Regions from separate parts of the Mus musculus genome. Here region 1 is linked to region 2. The links are chromatin contacts, called in public Hi-C maps. All regions are on one chromosome and are shown on one strand. Each heading gives the region's core, a stretch centred on a gene start, on an enhancer-like site or on the middle of the called end of the contact. The rest is flanking DNA. Distances are from core to core; before and after follow the strand shown.

Region 1 (4,222 bases), core at 1,371-3,870, 210 kb before region 2:
ACAGCTCAAATATCTTACAATTATCCATCTACAGTGAATAGATATTTGAGCCAAATTTAGTTTTACATGCATGCTGTGCAATTCTTTGAATGGAGAAAATCTCCATCATTCCTGGTGTTAAGCTTGTTTGATAATGGTATTTTTAAGCTTGTTTGATAATGGTATTTTTAGTTTAAGTATACACCACAAAATGATATAGGCATCCATTCTGATCAGCTGTTTGAGGTTTTCAGATGCCCCACATGTTCAGCCTTGCTGGGTATTGTCAGTTGTTTGCCTCTAAAGTTCTGTTCTATGTATCATAATAGTCAAGGGTAGTTTAATCGAAGTTTTCCTGATTATTCATGTGCTAGCTCTTTTCCATACATGTATCACCTTTGATAGTTACAACCACACGAAAACTTATCTTGGTCATTTCTCCTGAGAACTTCATGTTTTACTTTTTAACTATTATAAAGCTAAATTTTAGACTTTTTTGAATGCAGAGATTATTTGCAGGTAGACTCTGGATTATCTCAGAGTATGCAAGTTAAAATATCAGAAATGTGGTCTGATGTAAAGTAGTTTCTCTTTCCAGTTGGAGACTTGAACATAGTGAAATGGACTACCATCGGCCAATAACAAACCATCAAGAAAGCACACAACTAGACTTTATTTTCCTGATACACATATGGTAAGTTGCTAGTTTGGAAACCATGTCAGAGATGGCCCATTGATTTTATTACTGTGTGGCCAAACACCATTATTAAGAATGGAGCAAGTTGCTTTCAGAGGTCAAGTATACCCTTTATGAAGTGTACTCAAGTAGAAACTGATGCTCATTTGCCAGAGAATAAGAACAGAGTTTTGAATTAAAGTGTAAATGTAACTAGTTTAAACTAAGTTTCTTCTAAACAATGAGATCACTTAATTTTAGGAAATGGGGATTTTTTTTTTAATACAAAAATGCCAATTGCAGGCCTTGAGAAATGGCTCAGCAGGTAAGAACACACAGACTAATAGTGAACCTGAGTTCAATTCAAAGTGTTGGTATCAGGAGCTGACTTTACCATTGCAAAACACCTCCAAACCCAGCCATACATTCCCAACGTCCATTTAGTTTACCTCCCGTCTTTACCAGAGAGCGGTTATATCACAGCCTAAATAAAAGGCAGACCCTCTTGAGCTTCCCACTCTCTCTCTTTTTCTCTTTTCTCCTTTTGTCTCCATAGCTCCCTCTTGTCCCCTTCCCCCACAATAAAGCTCTCTCACGTGGAACTGCATTGGCTTGGTGTGGTCTGTCTGGACATGAGCCTTGATTCTAACACAACACAAAGAACCTGTGTTCAATTCCAAGCACCCTGCCTGGTGGCTTATAACTCTAGTTCCAAGGAATTCATGCCTTTTTCTGACCTCCAGGAGCACCGGGCATGCACCTGATATACATACACATACATGTAAGGAAAACACCAGTACAAATAAAGGAAAGTAATGTTAAAAATGGAAAACAAACCAAACCAACCAACCAACAAACAAAAACCATCAGTTGCACGTCTCTAAAAGATGCCATGATGTTCATGAACCCAGCCAGTCTTAATAATGACTCTGTATAGCAAGCAATACACCTTAATTTCTATTTTATGGATGAAGAAAATGGAGGGCTGAACTTGTTCCAGCTGACTAGCTCCTGGCAGAGACACTTGGCATTGGCCTTGCTTCTCAGTTACTGTGTCTTAGAAGCTGGAATTTATAATCCCCAAGGAACAGGTTGAGCAAACAGATATCCAGCTGTGGGATCAAGGGTGTGTTCAGACGCTTGGCGTTATGCATATGATGTATATGCACATATTTATATCTGATATGTGTATGCCTATGCATATATATTCATTTGCATTGTTTATGGGTGAGATATAGTGTTGGGGGATAATATACAGAATATGCAGGAGCTAAAGTAAATATTGGATTTATATCATGAGGACATCAAGGGCTTGGAGAGAAGCAGACAGACGGATAAGATGACACAAAGAACACCTGTTAAGGGGAATGAGTACAAAGATAATGGCTTCTTGAAAGCCTCTGTTGGCTATATATTGTGGTTGAGAGACACTGAAAGTGAAGTTTTACTGGCACTTAAAAATTCTCTGTGCATACATTCTATATGGCATTCCTTAAAAGTTAGAATAAAAATATTTGAGGGGACCCTTTTACATCAAAAGAAGAAATGGGCAAAAAGGCACAAGAAGACAGTCATTTGTTATTTAGCAAAAATGTCATTATATAGATGTGCCTAAAAATTCTGTTAATTTGTGCAAAAGCCCCTAAATCTTAAAATGGTTATTTTGCTTTATCTAAGCTCCCAACTGTTTGGTATGGATTCAGTAATACAGGTCTATGTTTGTGGCTTTCTATCTCGTAGAGAAGTTTAGATTTCCAAAGAGAAACGCTTTGTGCTGTCTGTAGGCATTGAAAGCCAGACTGAGAATCCTGTTCCTTTCTTGCTGTGTTCAGTGGAGCTGTTGTTTTATCACTTGCCAAGTCGTGGCCACCTGTGGCTCTGCCTTGGCAGCTCTGCACTCAGCAGGCCAGACATTAGGCTCACAGGAAAAGCCTCCTGAAGCGGAGCAAAAAAACGCAATCCTCTCACATGACCAACACTCTGATCAAAGGATTTGCTGAACACATGAGCTGACGTGTTTGCTTCGAGCAGACACTGTCCACTGCTTTTGTTGGCAACGCTGCCAAAGGCTTTTGCACACAAACAATTAGTTGCAAGTCATCTGATTTTCCACACAGGAAACCCAGCATAGAATAGACAGTCCTCTAAAGATTTATCTTCTCTTTTCCTGTTGTGTGTATTCTGTTAAACCTCAGTCACTAATAGACTAATGACGAAGGCCTGGGATCCCTCTGGGAAGTAGCACGTAGTCTCAGGGTTTCTCTAAATATACTTAAGAAGCTTAAGTTTGCCATCTAAGACTCAAGGTGAGCTGAGATGAATCAGCAAAAAAAAAAAAAAAAAAAACCTGGCCAAGACTGTGGAAGTGTAATTAACTCGCTCTTTTAGAAGATTTTTGATACCTTATTTGTATCTGTTCTTGGTAGTCAGGGATATGTCTCTATCTTGTGCCATTTTGAGCTCTTCTCTTCCTTTACAACATGGTTTGATTAAGAGAATGAACTTCGTTATTTAACGGTGGGCAAGACTATTGATTGGGTATAAGCTAAGTTATAAAACTGTTTAAACAAACAACTTTACAGGCTGAATAATTTGCCATGGCTTAGCTTCCAGGAGACACCCTGGCAACTCTTTAGCCTTTGGGAAAATCTCTGACACATAACAATGCAGGAACATTACAGCCTGGGATCTGATGGCATCTAGCCCAGCTAGACAACTAGATTACTAGGACAGCACATTTTACATGCTTCTTTGAGTTTCAATATTCCTATCTCTGAAAAATGACAAGTATATTAACAACAATATTTATAATGGCAAGGTACACACTTATAAATGTCAGTTCTTAGGCAGAGGGCAGAGGGCAGAGGGCAGAGGGCAGAGGGCAGAGCGCAGAGGGCAGAGGCAGAGGCAGAGGCAGAGGCTGAGGCTGAGGCTGAGGCTGATATGTCTTTGTGAGTTGTAGGCTAGCTAGAGCTGGAGAATGAGAACTTGCCTCAACAGAATCAAACCACACCAACAACACTACCACAGTATTAACAAAGGCCAACATCCGTACCATACTTTTTACATGCCTCATGCTATGACTATAATAACTTATGTTTGACCTCACAATGAGAAGTCTACTGTAATATTTGTTTTACTGATGAAGAACTGAGAGGCACAGAGGTTAAGCTGCAAATCATCAGATTTAGAAAGTGGACGAACTGGATGGACTGTGAACATAGGATGCTGTCTACAAAGCATATGTACTATACCATCCTTACGATGCTGCTACTTTCTGACTGGGTGTTCATATAGACGTAGATAAGACTCTTACAATGTCTTCTTCCATTCATCTTACTGTGGTGGTTTGAAAAACGACCCTCATAGACCCATTGGGGGAGTGGTATCACTAGGGGCTTTTGTCTTGTTGAACACATAAGGTTTTATTGGAGGAAATGTGTCACAGGAGGTGGGCTTTGAGGCTTCAGAAGCTCAAACTATGCCCAGTGGCTCACTGTCTTTTCCTGCTCCTTGCCAATTCGGATGTAGAACTCTCAGCTACCTCTCCGGCATCAATTAATTCTG
Region 2 (4,182 bases), core at 526-3,025:
GCATCTGCACTTATGATTGTCTGTTCAAATAACAACTATATAGTTTCAATTGCTATATAATATAACAGTGTAGTCAGTGATGTGGTAGATCAGGTGTTTAGGAATGCATTCTAAAGACAGTAATAGAATTCAGAATGAAAGGAGGTTACCCACGTAGGCACCAGAAAAAGCAACTTCAAACTCAAAAGTTTCTCCATATCTTTTATTTATTTATTTTTATCTAGCCTCAACTGTTTTTGTTGTTGTTGTTGTTTTTGACAAATGAGAAAGGAAATGCAATCCATGCACATAGAATTATTTTTAAAATTGCAAGATTTTAGGATTTTTAGACATTTAATACAAACAATTAAAATTCTAAAATATATATAGTTTAGGGTAAAAATAGGAGATGTAATTTTCTATCCTCACCCTTCTCCCATTAGAGATCTGGGAAATAGTGAAATAGCATCATTATTTCTCTAATCATAAAAATATTTTGAATTTTTAAGCAAACAAACAAACAAACCAAGTATTCAACCATTCACTCTGGATTTCAATGACTCTGGGGCGGGGTCCTTCCATTGTCCTTGGTAGAGAGCTCAATTGCTTAAAATGAACACTTTTGACATTATTAACCAGACTCATTTTTGTCATAAGATATTAATCAACTCGTTTCAGGATGACCTCTTCCTACTGGGTCTGAGTAGTTACAAGCCCTCCCGTTGCTACCTCCCCTGATGACAGCTAAAGTTTCTCCAGATCCACACTGGATAACCACTGTAGTAAACATTAGTACCTCATGAAGAGAATGCATAGGACAAATTTTCTCACGCTGTTTCCTACAGATTTACTTTAGCTTTCTTAATTTTGTATGCAGGCATCATTTGTCTCACTCTTTCTGCCTAGAATCCTGATAAAGTACTGCAGAAAAGGGGCTTGCTGCCCTTGCAGAAGACCAGAGTTCCGTTTTCAGCAACCATATTTAGAGGCTCACAACCACCTGTAATTACAACTCCAGGGGACCTGACACTCTATCTGGCCTCTCATTGGCATGCACATACCACAGACAGAAACACAGACATGGACACACACCTGCACACATATATGCACACTTAAAATTTAAAAACATACATTTGAGTATTAAAACTAATCACCATTTAACAAAAATCCTATTTACTTAACTCATGAGTCTTTTGGACTCAGTGACCAGATGATTTTATGTTGAATACGTGTGTGTGTGTGTGTGTGTATGTGTATATATGTGTGTATATATATATATATATATATATATATATATGTGTGTGTGTGTGTGTGTGTGTGTGTGTGTGTGTGTGTGTGTGTGTGTGTATGTGTGTGTGTGTATACATGTAGATACTTTTCTTTCTATATGCCTACCAATAAAGTATATCTATATATGGAACTAGATAGATTGAATTGGAGAGATAGCTCAGCCATTAAAAGCTAGACTCATAACCAATAACATAAGAACTAGAAAGGCTGCTTTCATTGTTGATTCTTAATTTAATTCATACACGTAACTTTAAATTTTCACTTTTTGTAAACAACAGACACAATGAAGTCTCCACAGGTAAGGCTGTCTTTCATTTCATGCTTGCCTTTTGTTTAGAAGCACCTATTGCCTTCAGAAAGACATCGCCTGGCAGAGAACTGATAAGAACAGAAGATTGTCAACAAGGAATCTTTCTCCTTTCTTTAGTAGCCACATGGTTCTCCCAAATATAGAGCTTTTTCTGCAGGCCATGGGATTTCTGTGCTAAGAATAGCCACAATAATCAGATGGAAAACTGAAAGGTAGTTGTGGCTTTGTCATTTTGGTAACCATGGCGATGAAGTCCCGTATAGCATTTTAATGACGCTAGCCAGGGATTCAGGAGAAGTCTCATTTGTTTTGATGCTTGACTGCTACAAGGATGATTCACTTGGGATAAGGACACTTTGCTGTTGAGCATTTGCTCTTTAACAGATTGGCCTTTTTTTCTTTTTTAACTTTATTTTTCCAAAAGTATAAGCAGTTACCTGAAACAAGACTTTTAGAGAATATAGTAGTTAAAAATAAGCATTGAAAAATAGATGTTAGAGAACAGGAGCAGAAATATACTGATATAAGTATACAGAATTAAATAAAATTTGTCCTGAACTTCTTGGTAACTATTATAAATTCAAAGTTATTCTTTAATCTGAGATTATATGGAAAATGAAAAATAGCATTCAGAAAATAGGGTTGAGGAAATTATCTCTTTTATAGTTATTTTTTCTTTTATGAGAATCACATAGTTTATTTTTTACTTTTTATTCTTCTCTCAGATATTATATCCTGACTGCAGTTTCCCCCTCTCCCTCTCTTCCAGATTCTTTCCCCTCTGCCAGATCCACCTTCCCTCCCTCCTCTCCTCAGAAAAAAGCAGGCTCCCAGGGGTATCAGCCAACACTGCATAACCAGCTAGAATAAGACCAGGCCCATAGCATCACATCAAGGCTGGACAAGGCAACATAGAAGGAGGAGATGGACTTCACAAGTAAGGCAAGAGAGTCAGGCACAGTACCTGCCCCCTGCCTCACTAGGACTCCCATAAGCAGACCAAGCTACTCAGCAATAATATATATGGGGAGGACTTAGGTCAGACCCCTACAGGCTCCCAAGTCCTGGTCAGTTGATTCTGTGGGCTGTGTCCTCATGGTGTTCCTGACCCCCACTGGTTCCTCCTCATACTCTGAAGGACTCCCTGAGTTCTGCTTAATGTTTTTGCAGTGGCACTCTGCACCTGCTCCCTTCAGCTGCTTGGATCAAGTCTCTCCGACATCTTTGATGACAGTTCTGCTACCCAGTGCCAGAACATGGCAGGCAGGACAAACTATAGGTGGAAAGTTTTGTGGCTGGGTTGGAATCCCAATCTTTCCACTTGAGTCCTTGCCTGATTACAAATGATGGCCAGTTTGGGAGTTTAGGCTTCCTGTCACCCCGTTACTGGGAGTCTTTCCTACGATTACTTTTATAGATCCCATGAGATTTCCATTGCACTTTGTTTCTAAGAAGAGACAGAAAGGATATGGGTTCAGATAGGAAAGGAGATGAGGAGGTCCCCAGAGGAGCTGGAAGAGGGGGACCATAAGCATAATATACTGTATGAAAATGACCTAGTTCAGTAAAAGAAAAAAATGTAAAAGAATAAGAATAAGGCTCGTTGACATGTCTATTGGTGTTGTCCTTGTTTAGTATATGTTTGGGCAGTCATGCTGTTGAGAGTTTATGGGTGTAGCTTCTGACATTATCAGAAGACAGTCTCACACAAACTCCCCGTGCTTCTGGCTCTTACAATCTTTCTTCCTCCTCTTTCACTACGCTCCCTGAGCCCTAGGTGCCTGAGTGCTTTGTAAGTGTATCCATTGTGACTGGGTTCCACAACTCTGCATTCTGATTGATTCAGATTTTCCAAAGTGGTCTCAGACTTTTGGGAAGAGAAGTTCCCTTGATGTTGGGTGAAAGACTACCTTTTCCGTGGGTATGAGGACAAATGGTTAGATTGTTGTTAGGGATTATGCTAGTTTAGTAAATTGGTCATAGGTTCTTTCCAATATCCATGATATGACTAGTCTGGCAAAAGGGATGGATATGGCCCGTGTGGCCTCAACCTTACTCAAAGAACTACAAGCAACTAAGAAACATGGAGAGCAGGAAAAAATAGTCTTTCTCAGGGAAAACCACACAGATTTGTTATTCCAATATCATATGGTCCACCCTGAAAACATACATACAAGTAACATACAAACTGAGTAGGTTATGTTTAGAAATATACAAATATGATATAATAACAACAAAAAGGGGCCGTGAATTTGAAAGAGAGAAAGGAAGGGTTTAAAGTAGGAAAGGGAGTCCTATTATAATCTGGAAATAGAAGGAATAAGTTCATTGACATTTGTTTTTTTCCTGGATTTCAAAAGCTTAGTTATTATTTCATTGTATATTTGTGCCATCAAAACATATAAAGAACTTTGTTTTGCCTGATCACACTATTTAAAAAACATTTCAAATTATATTTTCTTGTGTGTGTGTGTGTTTGTGTCTCTGTGTGTGTGTGTGTACATGTGTGTGCCCAGGTGTGTGAATCTGAATGCCATGGTACTAGTGTAAAAGTCAGATGACTTGTAAGAACTGATGGTTTCTTCCACCATATAGATTCAGTA

Evidence for each region. A called contact is a pair of places that touch in the nucleus more often than the background predicts.
Region 1: a contact with region 2 is called in a Hi-C map of stem cell-derived neural stem cells, with 1.5 times the contacts expected there. The contact joins two enhancer-like sites.

What each region holds. Positions count from the first base shown.
Region 1 is chr12:39,919,154-39,923,375 of GRCm38.p6, reverse strand. No RefSeq gene overlaps it. Among named protein-coding and RNA genes, the nearest start is that of Gm40399, 29 kb to the left of the region's middle. Within about 2 kb of position 2,620, at least 84 of the 459 cell types and tissues checked have an H3K27ac peak or open chromatin away from gene starts, as enhancers often do. A contact at or near this core is called in stem cell-derived neural stem cells, where this site is marked.
Region 2 is chr12:39,712,969-39,717,150 of GRCm38.p6, reverse strand. No RefSeq gene overlaps it. Among named protein-coding and RNA genes, the nearest start is that of Gm24434, 94 kb to the right of the region's middle. Within about 2 kb of position 1,775, at least 17 of the 459 cell types and tissues checked have an H3K27ac peak or open chromatin away from gene starts, as enhancers often do. A contact at or near this core is called in stem cell-derived neural stem cells, where this site is marked.